Regions from separate parts of the Arachis hypogaea genome. Here region 1 is linked to region 2. Evidence: chromatin contacts called from public Hi-C data. All regions are on one chromosome and are shown on one strand. The core of a region is the stretch at or near the end of the contact, and the rest is flanking DNA. Distances in the headings are between cores, read along the strand shown. Region 1 has its middle 23 kb from the start of LOC112727962. Region 2 holds the start of LOC112727960 (tRNA (cytidine(32)/guanosine(34)-2'-O)-methyltransferase).

Region 1 (4,429 bases), core at 1,497-3,996, 130 kb before region 2:
TTATGTCTTGGGTAATGGAAGTGGGAATTCAATTTGGTTTAATTCTATTTAATGCTTCCACCGAAAGCTTCCTTCCTTTTCTCTTTTCTCTCCCCTGCTTCGGTCACATCTATCAAAGAAGATAAAAGAAAAATGAAGCCTCAGAGAAAAGGCTATGAAGAAAGACTAAGAAAGATATTTTCTACAAAGGGAAAGATTTGAAGAAAGGCTTCAAGATTTTGTTGCCAAGAAAAGAAAAGGATTGGCCTTGGTCAGGAAGCAGATCTACCTTAGTAAAAAGTTTATTTCTGTTTTTGTTCCACTAAGAAGAAGATAGCATCTGAGTTTCAGGTAGGGAAGAAGCAAAAATGAAAAGCTTGAAGCTGTCCTAGGTCAGATGCTCATCAACACTCAGAATAAAATCTTGGGGTCAAAGTCAAGATCAATGGCCAAAATTGAAGAAGATGCATGAGAAATAATGAGAGAGGTACATGCAAGCAGGTTCAGGTTCCCTCTCTCTCCTCTTTGTTCGAACCGCTGCTGCTCTAAAGTTGGAGAAGAAGCTGCTGGGTTGGTTGAATTGGTTTCAACCTTGGAAGCTTCTCCTTCTATATTAAAGGTGAACGGCTAAGGGTTGAGATCAAGGAGAGTAAGTAAAAAAGCACAGAGTTCTCATATTTACCCGAGCTTCCTGAGTTCTTCTCCTTCAATGGTGTTCATTTTGTTTTGTTTTTCTTAGTATTGTCCATCTAAGTCTCATGGTAAAAGGCAAATATGGTGAGGTTTATAAGAAAATGCCAGTGAGAGGTAAAAGGCAGTGAGCAATATTAGAACAAAAGCCATAGATATCTCAGAGTTTCTTTGTACATCTTTATGTTATGTTTCATGATCCTGTGGGGATTCTCTTGCAAGTTGGGTTAGCACTTTGCTGTTGAAAGCTTGGTTTGAGTCCAAGTCAAATTCAGATTGGGATTAGAATCTGGATTTGTCCCAGATAGGATTGGGTAGATCCTAGGAAAAGAATTGGTGTTTGTAATTTGTTAAAGATAGTGAAATTCCGTCACTGTTGTGATGGAAACTGGATATAGGCTGCATTGCACTTAGCAGCTGAACTAGAATACATCTTGGTGTAATTCTCTCTTCTCTGCTTTTTTTCTGTTTCTGGTTCTCAGGAGACGAAATGAAAAATGTCTCTCAACTTGTTACGAGACAAAAGTGAAAATATCTCTTGAAGTTTGTTGAAAAGTAAAAGTAATACTTTGCGAAAAAGGAAGCTAAGATTCAACCTCCCCTTCTCTTAGCCACTGATTACCATCAAATTAAAATGTTATAATTTTTTAACTAGAAATTCAAAAACCAAATAATAAAAAAAATATCTAAATATTAAATACTAACATTAAAGTTTGTCATCAATAATTAAAATCTACAAAAAACTTACCACATATTTACTTATAACTAAAACTAATTCTAATAACCAATAATAATACAACACCATAATTAAATAATCAAAACACAACGCATAGAATACAAAAATTTAAGCTGCACAAAACACAAGAATACAAAATATAGCATAAAAACAACAATAAAATAAACAAATAGCACTGTAAAATTAAAAAATAGCAACAATTAGCCGTAACAATAGAAAACAACAGCCAACGAGTTATAGTTCAAATGGTATATTATCCCCATCCTTATTTAGAAATTTTGGGTTCGAGTCTCACTCCTAATTTTCAAAAAAAAAAAAAAAACAACAACAAGAAGAAGAAGAACAAACAACAACAATTAGAACTATTAAGAACATACAACAACAATCAACAACAAAAAAATAACACTAAAAATTAAATAAAAAATAATATTTGAACAACAAGAACAAAACTATCAAGAACTAACTAAATGTACTATTAAAAAAAAAAAGAAAAAAAAAATGACTATAGAGAACTACCACTACTAGAAGCGAGCAAGATAGAACTCGATGGAGGAGAAAAGAAAGTGATGATGGCAAAGCAGATGCGGACTTGGAAAGGTGGCGGCGACTGAAGAAGAAAGTGAGGATGACTGGCCAGCTTAGTAGCTGGAGCAAAGGAGACCGGGGTGGGAGAACAAGTTGGGAGTAGTTATGTCATACTGGTCAGGGAAGAACAAGAGGAATAGAGGATTTTAGGATTTTTTTTTTCTTCTTATCACTAAAATAAGGTTGTTTTGGAGAATTTTGTAAAAGCCAACAAGATCATGGTTCGGTTCGATTGATTGGTTTTTGACCAATTTTTTGTTTTGAAAAGATTTTTAATTTTGACGGTCCTTTAAGTTTATTGAATCAAATTTTTTATTATTTTTTATTTGATCGGTCTAAACGACTGATTTAAATTTATATTTTAGAATTATGAAAATTAAAAAGATTATGGATAAAATTTCAAAAGATGGTTTTTTTACCGTATATTTCTTAAAAAATTCTCAAAACAAAACCAAAATAAAAAGAACAATAAATAAAAGAGAACTTAACGTTTAAACTAAACACTATAGCCTATTTATTACCAACCTCAGTAGTTGATTTGGGCCCTCCACAGTTTATTCGGCTTATTAGGACCACTCAAATCACACAAGGCAGCTATTACTTGAAATAAAATATCATAAATAATATAGTAAGCATTAAGTGTAATTTATGAACCTTTTTTGAAATAGATGTCATAATTAAGACTTTGGGGCGAACTAATCTATATCTCTACATGTACACTACTTATTTCTTTTAGGAGTTTCATGAGGGGCCCAAGCTCTCCCCACACTACGATAGAATTTAACATCCATTCAATTTTCTTACATGCAAATGGACCAGCCCAGCTACACATTAATGAATGATGATCGTTGTTGGTCCATTTCCGAAGCCCAGCAGGGTTTGGCGACCATTCATATAGCATTATAGCTAATTAAGTTGGAGGGAAATTCTGACACAAAAAAATGTTGGAGGGAAATAAAGATTTTTCTTCTATTTAGCTAAACTCCAAAAATTTATACGCCGAAAAACTGAAATCCACAAAAATGATAATCATAAAAAAAAAAGTTTCTTAAAAGATAGTATTAATTCGATAAAAATGACTAAATATAGGAAAAATACTCTTAAAAAAGGTTTAAAAGTTATATTTTGACAAATTTTTTGTGTACATGGTTAGAAAATTAATATATTTTCATCTTTAAAATTTAATGATTTCATTCCAAATGAATTTTATTTAGAAGATGCTTCAAAGAAGTAGTGTAATATTCAATATCTAGACTATTTTTTCATTTTTATTATTTTATGTTCTTTGTATATAAATAAAAGAGTAAATAATCATTTTTAATCATAAAAGATTTAGACCTTGACAAAATTGATCAGAAAAAAATTAAACTAATATTATATCTAGAGTGAATATCCAACTCGGTCCTTGAAAATTATTTCGAAAAAACTACGAGATCTTTGACAAAAAAAATACTCAACCTGGTCCCTGATTTTTTTAGGATTGATTAGCCATTGTGCAAAAAAAAAAAAAAACAACATTGACTTTTTTTTGCTCAGGGGCTAATCAATCCCATAAAAGTAAAGCTCAGAAGCCGAGTTGGGTATTTTTTTTTGTCAAGGACTTCGTTGTCTTTCGAAGTAATTGTCATGGACCGTTTAGAGTTTTTCTCTTATATCTATAAATAATGAATTGTATTTAACAAAAATATTCAATCATTAATTTTTTATTAATTTCATTAAAATCATATTAAATTTCTAAATTACTCCTATTATCATCTTCTTCAACATCTTGAAATACTATTTTTTTTCTAACAAGATTTAAAAGATCAAAACTTATTTGTGCCCACAATACAACTACCATTATCTAAAACATCACATAATTGCTTTTGCCAACTCCTCCACCACCACGACTCCCTCCGTAGAAAAAGATAGCACTTGTAGATGAAAAATGTATATTTTTCATTAATATAGCGGTATTCGCTATGACTTTTCTCTTTTAACTTTTATCAAATTTAAAATCAAAATCAATATTTCAGTTCATAGAGAGATGATAAAAAAACATAATATTTATGAGGTTTGATGCTTAGGCATTTTTAGTCATTTTTATATGTCTTTCTGAATAAATTACTTAAGTTTAAATCATAGTTCTTATGTGTTTAGTGAAGTTTCTATGACTAATCATATATTTGAGTTGTTTTAGAATGATTGCTTTTAGGATTAATTTAAAGTAATTAGGAGAAAAATAAACAAACAAAGAAACATAAGAGTGCACTCTCAGGAGAGGAAGAGAAGTTGGCGCCAGGCTTCAAGGATCTCAAGCCCAGCGCCAACCAATCAAGCCCAGCGCCCAAGTAGAGCACCCAACTTGGAGCATGCAAGTCTAGCACCAGAAACTGGCGCTCAACTCCAAAGCACCAAGCCCAGTGCCTAAACCTCCAAGCCCAGCGCCTTCAAAGGTGC
Region 2 (4,722 bases), core at 1,198-3,697:
TCAACACGAGATGGTTCTGGTTGGATAAGCCCCTATTCAGCGCATTCATTCATCGAGAGGTGGCGTTTTGAGACACACACACTTTTCATATGTCATTCGGGCAGTGCACCATCACGCTGCAGGATGTTGCATACCAGTTGGGATCTATGTTCGGTTACTGGCCGATGGCTTCCAAGTTCAACGTTGAGAAATGTGGCGGGTGTTGCTGCGATAGTTTCTAGCCATTTTGCATCTTAATACAAACCGCTGGAGGGGTATAGCGGTTTATGTACATTTGGAATTCATGGGACCCTCTCGCGGTCTATATAGTTTAGTAAAAAATTACATTTGCGTATGCAATATACAAAAGTTGTATTTCGGTAAATTTGAGACCCAAATGATTTATTTTAGTCATTTGTCCAAATTTAAGATGCTTTTATTTTTTGTAAAATGTATTGAGGTAATTTGAAATTTTTTTAGAATTAAAAATATAAGAATTTAAAAATTTTTATTTGAGAAAAAATTATAGAATTATGAATGTAATAAAGAAAGAGAATTTTCTGAGATATGGTTCACATTAAATTTAAAATTGACTTTTGGTGTAATTAATGATGGAAGATAGTTATAGAAAGAAATTATTGTATTAATTAAGTTAGGAGAGTGATTTACACTTTCTTATCAATGCAAATATTATTAATGATATATCTTTGTTTATTGTCTATAATATTTTGGTTACCTAACATTACTCATATATATATATATATATATATACACACACACACACTAGGAGTAAATAGTTATTTATGACCATAAAAAATTTGGACGCTGACAAAACTAACCATAAAAAATTAAAATTAAAGTTATACTTATATAAGATAAATTTTTTTCGACAAAAATAATTGATCCTTAAATTTTTATTGATAATTCTGCAACTAATACCCCTCCCTTATCCTAAATTAAGTCATTCCCTTTCTCTTCCTACAATTATCGCCGCCTATCATACCTCCTCCAAAAAGTCTTTGAACTTTGCTAGAATGGCTCGAACTCCAATAGCTGCAGCAACACTACCCCCGCTCAGATGCAACAAATACAAAATGAAAACTAAATCAGTGACCTACACAAAAGGATACAAATAGATAAATAGATGAATAATGAATGTGATAGTACCAGTGGAGAGCAAACGAGTAGTTGCTGCGATTGTTGTTGAAATTCGAGCCATTGTAGCAAAATTTAGAGACTTTTCGAAGGAGATATGGTAGCCGGTAAATGACAGCAACTATAAGGATAGAAAAAGAATGAATCGATTTAAGATAGAAAATGATATTTACGAAATTATTAATAAAAATTTAAAAATTAGTTATTTTTGTCGAACAAAACTTATCTTATATAGATATCATTTTATGTTCAATTTTTCTGATCAATTTTGTCAGCATCTAAATTTTTTATAATATAAAATAACTAATTACTCTATATACTAAGGTTCTGCTACATTTACAAAGGAATGATTCAGAAATGGGGAAACATAATTCTCTTTGGATTAATTTCCATACTTGGAATGCTGGAATTGGTGAACCCATTCCTTATGCAGTTATGCTATTATTTCACCACGGTTCACGGAGAATATTCAATTTGAAGAAATTATATTTACACTATTTTTTTTTTATACTTTTATTGTTTTTGGTCACCGATTCAATTTTTTTTAATTTAATAATCTAATATTATATTTTTAATTCACAATTTTAAATATTAATAACTAACTACTAATTAAAAGTTATAAATTATACTGATCATCTAATATTTTTTTAATTTTATGGCATAAAAAATAATTTATTTTTTTATTTTTATCAATTATGTTTTGTAAAAAATATATGCACAAAAGTAATATATAAAATATTTTTCTTAAATACGAATGGTATATTTTAAACAAAAACCCAACTCAATCGTCGACTATTTTCATAAAGAACAATACGAATTCATTATAAATAAAAAAGACACCTCGATTCTAATATTATTATTTTGGAACAATATCAACTCTCTATTAAAAAATATGTCACATGACGACAAAAATTAGTTTTTATGAGACTAGTTATTTTCAAAGTAGGTTTATTATTTTTTAAAGCCGGTTCATTTGGTCATTAAGAAACTAGTTTGGCTGATTATTATTCACTGCTAGAGCAGCCATATCTTCCATTTCCACTTCCACCACCGCCATTGCCAAAAGCCCAAAGTTCTCTTGGACATATAAAAAAAAGAAGCTTCCTTCTTTCTTTTATAGTTTTTGGTCAGGCCTCTCTTTCTTTCTTGATTCTGCTTAGGGTTGTTCATGGCCCAGATTAGTCCAAAGGTTCCGTCCATACCCAATTGGTTTGAGTCAAATTTTGTCCGAATTCATTTGGATCCGTCTAAATCCGATATAAAAAAAATCTAGACCCGGCTAAAGATAAAACCAAGGCTCGAGTCAGTGGACACGGTCCGGTTGAACCAGAATTAAAAAATTAGGAGGATTAGGGCACCGGCACACACAGCTTCCACTCCCCGCCTCCCCGGCATTCTTCTTCTTCGTGCTTCACTGCCTCGTCCGTTCTTCGGCCGGTCAGCCACGTCCGACGGCCACCACTAACCACCAGCCAGCCAGCCATATAAGTCACCATCAGTCTACCACAATTCGCAGTTTCGCAGTTTCGCAGCCTCACCAGTCACCAATACGATTCGCCGTCGATCACCGCACCGTCACACCGGATACATCTGGTTCTCTCGTTTCCGTCATCGTTGACGGTTGCTGCCGCTGGCCACTAGCCCGTGGTTGTTCATTGCCAGCAGCGGAGCAGCTAACTGGTAAACCTTTATTTTAATTCTAAAAGCCCATTGTTGTTATTATTGTTGTTGTAAATAATGGGGGTGTTTTGGATAAATCTTTTAAAAAATATATAAATTAAAGATAAAAAGCAAAAACATGAGCAAAAGCAACCCAATCAAAATTAAAGGTCATAAAAACAATCTAGTTCGTTATGGTGTCTTGTTGTTGTTATTGTTGTTTTCCTTTTGTTATGCAAATAAGGTGTTTGATGAAATGCCTTTATGTGTCTATGTGTGTTTTATGGTATTTGTTGTTTTTGCTTTTCAGGATTAGCAGTTTGGAAAGTGAGAGATAAATTATGGGCAAAGCATCAAGGGATAAGAGGGTATTGTAGAGATTGGTTCCCACTTTCTGAATTTGCTGTTTGTGTTTTTGGGCTTCCCTTATATGTTTAGCTGAATTGGCTTTTGCAGGATATATATTACCGGAAAGCAAAAGAAGAAGGTTGGCGTGCTCGAAGTGCCTTTAAACTCCTTCAGATAGATGAGGAGTTCAACATTTTTGAAGGTGCGTGTTTTAATTGGTTATTCAAGGGACATGAATGTTAACTAGCTAGGTGAATTTTTCAGTTTTCTTTTTAAGTTGTTTTATTAATATGTTTTTGTATGGATGGTATTGCCCTCTGTCCTGTATTCATGAGTTTGATAATGTCATTACCCCATTATGTGTTAGCCCAGTAAATAGAAATTGAAGTCAACAATAGACAAGTGACTTACTTACACTCCTTTTTCATGTGACTTCTTGGGATAGATGGATTTCTTACTTGTTCTTGTCTAAGAAATAATGAAATGTTTTCAATTAAAATTTGGTTTTGTACTTGAGTCTACTACAGATTGATATGGCATTGTGATTCCTTATTTCTATGTATGTATTACATTATGTGAAACAAATTCAAATTCTGGCAGGAGTGAAGCGTGTTGTAGATTTATGTGCTGCCCCAGGTAGCTGGAGTCAGGTACTAGTGACTGGAAATGATCACTGTTTTGGTATTTGAATTGTTAACCAATATTATTCATTTAAATTATTTCATATTATGCACAACCACAAATGTTTTGAAAAGCATCTTTTGCTTCAGCAGCAGCAGCAACAAGACCAATCAACTGCATGGTTTTAAGTTTAAAGTACTTTAAACAATGTCATTACTAGACACAACTTTTTGTTTTTAGTTTATTCTGCTGACATTATTTTAACTTTTAACATGATACTTGAGACTGGAACCGAGGTCAGTCCATGACATGGAGATATATCATCAATAGTAGAAGTACTAGAATAGGGATAACAGAGCTTGCACTATATGTCCATCTTCATAACAATCAATTCTTATGTTCAGGTTTTGAGTCGTAAAGTGTATCTCCCGGTTAAACTTGCACCTGATGCAAAGTAAGTTTTCTTTTCTTTGAGAGTGCTTTGTTTCCCACTCATATGTTCTATCGAATTTATAAAATAATCAAATCAATGCTTTTGAATATTCAACGTGAAAGTGGTGTGCTTTATGTTTCTGAACATGATGTAAATCATATCAGCTGGCTTTTTTGTCTTGGTTGTCAAATTTCTCCTCATTTTGATATCAGGGATGAAGATCTTCCTCTTATTGTAGCTATTGATTTGCAGCCAATGGCTCCAATTGAAGGTGTTATCCAGGTGCAGGGTGATATAACTAATGCACGGACTGCTGAAGTGGTAAACAGTAATACTGCTGTCATGCTGTACTATATTTATTTTGTTGGGCTGGGATGAGAATGTTTCACATATGCAATTGGAAAATTATATTTAATCTGTCTTATCTTATTATCTAAGCTGTGTTTCTTTTATATGGAAATTTGATCGAGAGTTCATCCTCCTTTTTATCTTTTTTTTTTTCTTTTCTCATTTCTTTTTTGAACAAT

What was found. A called contact is a pair of places that touch in the nucleus more often than the background predicts.
Region 1: a contact with region 2 is called in a Hi-C map of leaf, with 4 times the contacts expected there. The contact joins the enhancer-like site here to the promoter of LOC112727960 in region 2. A contact is called at or near these places in 2 of 8 Hi-C or Micro-C datasets (both in leaf).

Annotation. Positions count from the first base shown.
Region 1 is chr12:102,955,593-102,960,021 of arahy.Tifrunner.gnm2.J5K5, reverse strand. No RefSeq gene overlaps it. Among protein-coding and RNA genes, the nearest start is that of LOC112727962, 23 kb to the left of the region's middle. Within about 2 kb of position 2,746, at least 2 of the 3 cell types and tissues checked have open chromatin away from gene starts, as enhancers often do.
Region 2 is chr12:102,827,546-102,832,267 of arahy.Tifrunner.gnm2.J5K5, reverse strand. LOC112727960 (tRNA (cytidine(32)/guanosine(34)-2'-O)-methyltransferase) reads left to right here and starts at 2,447. Exons shown (of 12, transcript XM_025777919.3): 1 at 2,447-2,814; 2 at 3,104-3,161; 3 at 3,250-3,343; 4 at 3,742-3,791; 5 at 4,167-4,216; 6 at 4,408-4,516. The coding sequence starts at 3,135.